Regions from separate parts of the Drosophila melanogaster genome. Here region 2 is linked to region 1. The links are chromatin contacts, called in public Hi-C maps. All regions are on one chromosome and are shown on one strand. Each heading gives the region's core, a stretch centred on a gene start, on an enhancer-like site or on the middle of the called end of the contact. The rest is flanking DNA. Distances are from core to core; before and after follow the strand shown.

Region 1 (3,923 bases), core at 782-3,281:
ACGCCAATACAGGCACAACCCCGGACACGAACACGGGGGATTTCCTGGCCGTGTGTATGTATAACATAGCGACCAATAAACTTACAAATTCGATAGCGAACATGTATACACCAAGTGTGCAAAAGGGGATTATACTTATACGCATTGTATTCAAAACATTCAGCACACAGGACCTTCATGCACACACACACACACACTAACACAAGCACATACACTGAGCAAAAGGTGAAAGCTGTTATCTACGAATTCAGCTGACGAAATCGAGAAGCGGAAACGAAGCCATGTTGAAAACCACTGTCAACTCCAACTTCCGGCTGGAGTTCCCAACAGATTTTTCGCGTTTGTCAGCTAGACACAAGGAAGCCGCCGCGACAGAGCTTTGCTTTGGTGGTTGTTGTGACGCACACACACTCTCGCACGAATGTGGGGCGCCACTGCCACTGCTGCCACCACCGAAAAGGGAGTAGAAGTGGGTGGGCAATGTGTGCCTGCCTGACTGACTGGCGGTGCGTGCGTATGTGTGTGTGTGTATAGTTTCCCGTGTGCTTGATCAGGAAGAGCCCGCTCTCGCCTAGAGAGAGCGAGATGAGCGACGACGAGTACCGTTTTTGTGTATCAAGTGAGCAAAGTACATCGTCGACAGCGACGCCGGCAGAGGCATGCTACGTTTGCTGCTCTGCTCGGGATAATGGGATATTATTTCCCTGCGAATCCGTTCCAAATCAAAATCGGTGGATTGCGATTTCGGATTATTGATTGGGCAGCACGGCGTCGTGACAAGTGCCATTTTCCAAACTGCAGCCAGCTGTTCGCTGTTAGTGTTGGACGGGGGAAACTGATTTTCCGTTCTGCGGCCGCCGATCGCTCGGAAAAGCAGCCTAAGCCGAAAGCTTCTTTTATATAATTTCCATTTTCAGCCGCGCACACACACCCGCACGCAGCTTACACGGGCACAAACAAACAGCTTACACGGACACGGGGCACGACAGACACAGGTACGCGAATACAGGCACACACATTCGCACCGAGCATGTACATAAATATGGATGGATTTGGCGAAATTAGCACTGGATATTGGTTACTTTCCAGCAGGAGCGCAAAATTTACGCATTTGCCCTGCCATATTGCACATTTCCAACGGTGGGGGGAGTGGCGGTGAGCGGAAACAGAAAAGCTGAACTGATTTTTTTTTTTGGAAGGTGACTGCAGCACTGTACTTTTCGAATAGTAACTCCCCGCGAACAGCTCGACTGGAGCTATATATTCACTATATACTTGAAAGTCACTAAACTCAGTGGCATATATTGGCTTTCCAGGCGTGGGATCACAATATTTTTCGCTATGATGGCGACCGGGCAGCGACGCAACGCACTTTGCAGCGCTGTCGCTGCTCTGCTGGCGTGTGCAATTGGTGCGCGATTTTCCGTCCGCGGTTTTCCACCGTAATCCGTTCATCCGCGACGTGGTTCCTAACCTAGCCGCGACCTGGCGTTGTCTTCTGGCCGCATTTTCACAATTATTACGGATTTTCGGAATCCCGATTGCGCTGCCAGCAGAGGGAACACACATACAAACATTTTCCACGACTAGTGCGGGGGGTTGTTTTCGCTGTTGGCCAACGCAGAGGCTGCAATCCGCACTTTTCCTGATCTATATGCACCGACTTGGCCAGGTGGGCGTCTGCGTTTTGCTAGTTTGTTCGCTTTTCGCTGCTAATTAAACGTTTTCAGCCATCAGAAGTGCCCCTAAACTCACACACTGGCACGCACACAATCGCACTGGGTTCGGGCACTGGGAACTGGGCACCCTACACTGGGCAAAAACTCACTGTCGTCATAGGAAGTCGTTGGAAGACGCGCACGCTCGGTATGTGATCGAAATGAGTGTTCCATAAAACCACCGAGCACGGCACTGGCGAGGTGGCTTTAATGCGAATTTACTTTTCTGATTTCTTTCTCCGATGTCTGCGTTTTTTCCTGCTACATGTGTCCAGTGTGACCCGTCGTCGAAGTGCCGGAAACGTCGATCTGCCCCACAAAAGTTCGGGAAAATACCAGCCACCGTCCGCGTTGTGCAGCACTGGCCTTCAAATCAAACACAGTTTCTTATCGGCGGAGGTCGACGAATCGGATCTCGTCTTATCGCCGACCCCCCGTTTATTGTTTCGTTTCTGTATTAGATTCAAAATCAGTTCGGTCATAGGCGTTACTCAGTCTAGCCGGCGCCGCGTTTAACACTATGCCGGTTCAGGGACAGGACTTGAAACATCCATAGGATCCATCGAGCATATACGCAAGGTTTCCTAAGTACGCTTTTTTAATTAATTTTATGAAATGTGTTTCAATACAGTGGTAAGCTAAAAAAAGAAAGTTTGGCATTCTACAAGAGTGAATTATATTCTAAGTTATTAATATAAGTAAGTGAGCTCTTTTATTGTTTTTAGAATACTGTGTGTTAATTTAAGCCTTGGCTTTAAGAATTTGAATTTGTATAATATATTTAAAATAACCAGTAGACATAAGTATTTAGTTAACGGTAATGCCTATGAAATTGTTGTTGCTCAACTCAACAAATCAGCAGAAAATGAAATAAATACGCAAACTGGTTTCTGTAAAATACATTGTTTATGCAAGATCAATAAAAAAAAAACAAACATCCAAGTTTTAAAGTTCGTAAGATTGAACAAAATGGCGGTTTTCTTGGGAAACGGTATTCTTTGCAACGTATTTGGAGCCGTCGCACTGCGTGATAAAAAAAGTGCAGTCACGGTCACACTGGCGAGCAGAATTTCATACGTTTTTGTTTCCTTTTGGCCATATTTATTATTGTTAAAATTGGAGCAATGCCAGCTGCTGTGCGCAAGTTCCGCCGCGAGACCAGTGAAATCAGCTGCTGTCTGAAGTACCTTTTGTTCGCCAGCAATGTGATCCTGTGGCTCTCGGCCCTGCTGGTCCTCTCCGTTGGCATCTGGGCCTGGAGCGAGAAGGGCATGTTCCGCAACATTGCGCGGCTGCACTTCATCGCCCTGGACCCGGCCTTCGTCCTGATCATCCTGGGAGGCGTCACCTTCCTACTGGGCTTCATGGGCAGCGTGGGCGCCTTGCGCGAGAACACCTGCCTCCTGGGGGCGGTGGGTACCACATTGTTAGTGGATCCCCTCTGGACCTAGTTAATCCTTATTTTTCCGCTTGCAGTACGCCATCTTCTTGAGTGTCTTGCTTATCGCAGAGATCGGCTTCTGTGCCGTGGCCTTCGTGCTCAAGGACAAGGGCTGGGTGAGTTCCATTTGAAGGCCACTATTCTAGCCAGCCATTACTAAGGTTTGCCTTTTCCAGATCAAAGACCAGGCCACCGAGGGACTCAAGGCCTTCATTCGCCACTATCGCGAGGACGCAGACCAGCAGAATCTCATTGATTGGATCCAGGAGGATTGGTTGCAGTGTTGCGGCATTGATGGTCCCAAGGACTGGGACAGCAACAACTACTTCAATTGCTCGTCTATCGCTATTGGCAGCAGGGAGGCGTGCGGAGTGCCATTCTCCTGCTGCCGCAGACGTCCGCAGGAGGTGATCAAGAACAAGCAATGCGGCTACGATGTACGCAAGGAGGGATATGTAAGTCCGCTAGCTGTTTTCCCCCGTCTTTCCGAAATGCATATTGAAATTCACCCACGAATCGTACGCATGCAGCCGGTGGATAGGAATATACATGAGCGTGGCTGCTTGCGCGCTGGCGAGGATTGGCTGGAGGCCCATCTGATTAGTGTGGCGATTGGCTGCGTGGCTCTGCTCGTCCTGCAGGTGCAAAACATTTCTATAGTCGTCGTTGTATATTTCTTTTTGAATCTTTGAAAATTTTAAGTTTAGTGTAGTTCAGATGAGAGAATCGTTTTTAAGGTGGTCCCATTTTTTTTAAAAATATGG
Region 2 (3,923 bases), core at 889-3,388, 720 kb after region 1:
ATTGGCCGACTTAAGCTCAAGTTCCTGTTGCATAAGTTCCTTCTGTAGTTGTTCTGTCCGCGCCTTGAGCGTGGCCACCTCACGACGCAGTTCGTCCTCTGTGGCGCCTCCTCCGGCTGCAGCCACAACCCCGCCGCCCACGCACAGCTGCTCCATATCTCGTTTGAGGCGAATATTCTCCTCCTTGTAAGTGTGCAGCTGGCGCTTCCATTCGTCTACATTGGCAGTTGATTCCTTTGGGAGAAAAAGGCCAAAAACGATCAGTTTCAATAAATGTGAGCTTATCTTATTGCTTACCTGAAGAGCACTAGTCAGCCGTATATTGTTGTTCTTCAAGGTAGCCAGCTCGATTTCCCATTTCTTGGCATTGGCGCAGCTGAAAAGAAGGCATTATTGCCTTGAGCCAATGACGGTCAACGCTTTGCTTACCTTTGTGCCAGTGCCATTTTCAGACGCTCGTTCTCGTACTTAAGCTGCTGCTCGGCGGTGGCGCCGGCTCCAGGACCCGTGTGCATGCCCACAATGCTTCCGCCAGACGAGATGGTCACTCCACCGCCACCAGTTACCCCTGAAGTGGGCTGCGGCGAGGGCGTGGCCGATCCGATGTCCGCCTTGACATCGCTGGTATTTAGAAGCTTGTGGGAAGGACTGTCCGGATTGGCGTTCTGGGTATTCGTGTTGCTCATGTTGGGCGGCTCCACAGTGTGCGGATCGATGGCTGTGTTGTCGTTCTGCATGGAGCCCACAGCTCTCCCGGAAATGGGCGACGTGTTCGCCGAGGTGGTGGGCGTGACGGCATTCGATCCGTTGGCCGATTTCATGGCATTCTTGGTGGCCTCCTTGACCTCCTGGAACTTCTCTACGAACTGTTGAGCGATATGATTAGTATATAAATATGTGAGACATATGCTAACCACTCACCTTGGTCAATTCCGCCTCTGAGGCAAATCCCAAGCCGTACACCGTGTTTGCCCGCACATCGCTCCACTGGCCGAACTTCTGGGAGGTCTGGGTGAAGGTCATGTTGGGTGTGATCGTCGAGTTTATCACCGCCTTGGTGCCCTCGACACTGATGATGCGGTACAGATTTCGCGAGCTGTCGTAGAAGAAGCTAACGTTGACCGCCTTCATGCTGGCCGTGATCCAGGTGCGCTTCGTCTTCGGATCGATGTGGAAGACGTGCGCCTGGCAGGTGAAAATCGGTTGTTCGCTAAGGGTCATAAAGGGATTAAAGCGACAAGCGTGTGATTAATTAAAAATTCCATTTAGAGCAGGCAATAAATTGTGCTTCTGTGCTCGTGTGAGTAAACTATGGCAAAGCATTCTTTTACTGTGGTTTATTAGTCAACAGGCACTGTGTAATGCATTTATAATTAGTAGTCCTTAAGTCCCAGGATAATCCTCGTGGTCCTTATTTGATAAAGTAGGTCGATATATGTTTGTTTTTTGCGATCTGGCCTGATGCAATGACAGTTTGTTGCGGGGCGCAGGGCCCCCATCAAATCAATTCCGTATCCGTGGTAGCCTCCAGTGCCTTTATTTGTACACATATACATATATATATCTTATCTATTACCTATCCGCCGACATCGTTCGCTGAGCTCTATAACTTGTGTCTTCCCGTTATCGCTGGCGACTGTCGACCGCCGACTAAATTGCATTATGTGCTAAGCCTTTTCCGCAGCCTTGCTTGTGATTTTTGATTCTCGGGCGGAAAACACGCACGCACACACCTGCACAGTCACACACACCTGCACACCCACACACATGTAATTGGCCTGCCCACGCGTGTGCGTGTGTAGGTGTATGTTTGTGTACATATATATGTATGTATTTACGCCGCCCGCTACACACAGAACGGCAGCAACAACAACAACATCATAGGGGGGAGATGTCAGCTAGTTCGGCGTCGATTTTTCCCACAGTAAAAACGGCAGGTTTAGGCCGGTTTGGCCGCGCCCATCGGTCTTACCCCATTGTATTCGTTCTTTGGCGCTGACTGAGTGCTTCCGCAGCAGTTTATACCAATGCTAGTCGGTTTTACTTATGAATTTCACGGTTAAAAAAAATAAAACACAAATGTCTAGAGCTGGAACCAAAATCGATGTTTGTATGGTGCTATCGATGTTTTTACTGGCTCAACACCATCGATGATTTATTTATTAGCTTCCAAGCATCGATAACACATGAGCTCGTATAAGAGCAATGATTCTTATCGAATAATTTAATCGCTGTAAAGCGAATTGCAAATTAATTAAGATAAATAAATACTAAATATGTTTGTCTGTAAGGCACCATAACAATGTAATTTTTTCAAAAACATGTGTAGCTGTTGAAGCATTGCATTTAAATGACGGAAGTTACAAAATAATTTCAGATAAAAGTGATAAGTTTTTTTGACTGTCTAGTTGTGCGCCTACATGTAGTTTGAATATTTGTTAGATATGGTTTTCTTTGTGCGGTGTGGCAGCATTAGTTTTAGTACACATTTTTCTAATACTTGACGATAGGTCAAATGGCAACTCCTGATCGGCAATAATATTTGCATATAATTTAGCTTTGAACATAAATAGACTGCCACAAAAACTTTAAAACAACACATTTTACTTCTATATTTTTTGGACGAAATAGAACCACTGAAAAAATTCATGAAATGTAGTACATTTTGTAGTGAAGAACCAGGGTTGGTTTACGGATTTTAGCCGTTTTGCCATCTGGTAACACTGACCAGTTTCTCATCGTTAAAAAATCCATTTGGAATTCGGTTTATTTAATTAAAAGCAGCCGGGACACCTATGCGAAGGGCAAAAAGCGGCCAGAGTTGTTGTTGCTGCTGCTGCCCAGCCGCCGTGCGATCGATCGGGGTACGTGTTCCGGCGTAACGAGGAGTACGAGGCGATTTTCTCGCAGCCTCTTTTTTTTCACACGAACGCCGTCCCACTAAACCGAAATTTCAGGTGAAAAACTCATTGGAACGCATTTAAAAGCGGCGTAAGCTCGCACCTGCTGCTCGTTTAACCCTGTTTCGGGTATATGTGATTGCAAAATGCGACAGCGACACACCTAGGCACACAAAATATGCCAGTTATGCGAAAGAGAAAAAGTACTGTGCCTGTGTGCGTGCGCGTGTGAGTGTGTATGCCGTGCGTGTGCCCCCGCCTGCGACAGTGTGCGTATGTGTTGGTGTAGAAAACTTGTTATCAATGCGGCGCCTATGATAAGTCTCATTAGACATGTTTCTCCCACTATGCTGGGTATTTCAATTGGAATGGCTAGCGAACGTGTGTGTGTGTAGTAAAATATCCGGACTCCATAGAATGGACATTTTGTATGAATTAATTGAATTTACTTTATAAATTCAATTAACATAAAGAATTTGATTTTATGCAGAAGAAGCTACAGCATTAAGTATCTCCCATATGCGGAATCACAGACAAAAATTCAATCACGCCAATTCATTTATGATCAAGGATCAAATTCAAGAAACTTTAGAAAAACGCGTCTAGTTTTTGTGCTTCGGTAACAGCGATAGTGGTACAATCTCCGCACAAAATGTACCTACAGCCAAAATCCTGTAACCTTTATTCCCCTCTCTGTCTCGCACAGTCTGGCGGCCCCAACTAAATAATGTGGAACATGATGTGCGACGTAATGCCCACGATATCCGAGGATAGCATCTCGCAGCGCTCCTCGCAGTTTAGCGGGGAGGATGCCAACTTTGAGCAGCTGATGGTCTCCATGCTGGACGAGCGGGACAAGCTGATGGACAGCCTGAGGGAGGCGCAGGAGCGGCTTAACGAGACGGAGAACAAGCTGCGTGACGTCGAGAAGGAGCGGGACAGCCTGCAGCGACAGATTAACGCTAATCTGCCGCAAGTAAGTGGCCTCTGCATGCTGATACCGCAGTTTACCTAAAATCTTTT

What was found. Hi-C and Micro-C count contacts between places; a contact is called where the count stands out from the background.
Region 2: a contact with region 1 is called in a Hi-C map of the Kc167 cell line, with 3 times the contacts expected there. The contact joins the promoter of homer here to the promoter of Kdm5 in region 1. A contact is called at or near these places in 7 of 107 Hi-C or Micro-C datasets (the Kc167 cell line, the S2 cell line, embryo and 3 more).

What each region holds. Positions count from the first base shown.
Region 1 is chr2L:5,997,470-6,001,392 of dm6, forward strand. It overlaps Kdm5 (Lysine demethylase 5), which reads right to left and starts at 2,032. Exons shown (of 5, transcript NM_001298720.1): 1 at 1,829-2,032. It overlaps Tsp26A (Tetraspanin 26A), which reads left to right and starts at 2,759. Exons shown (of 5, transcript NM_001273190.1): 1 at 2,759-3,130; 2 at 3,195-3,275; 3 at 3,336-3,614; 4 at 3,690-3,800. The coding sequence starts at 2,843.
Region 2 is chr2L:6,721,221-6,725,143 of dm6, forward strand. It overlaps homer (homer,), which reads right to left and starts at 2,139. Exons shown (of 7, transcript NM_001273221.1): 1 at 1,973-2,139; 2 at 922-1,210; 3 at 430-866; 4 at 298-376; 5 at 1-234. The coding sequence starts at 1,977. Liprin-alpha (Liprin-alpha,) reads left to right here and starts at 2,683. Exons shown (of 15, transcript NM_001273224.1): 1 at 2,683-2,864; 2 at 2,958-3,169; 3 at 3,607-3,876. The coding sequence starts at 3,628.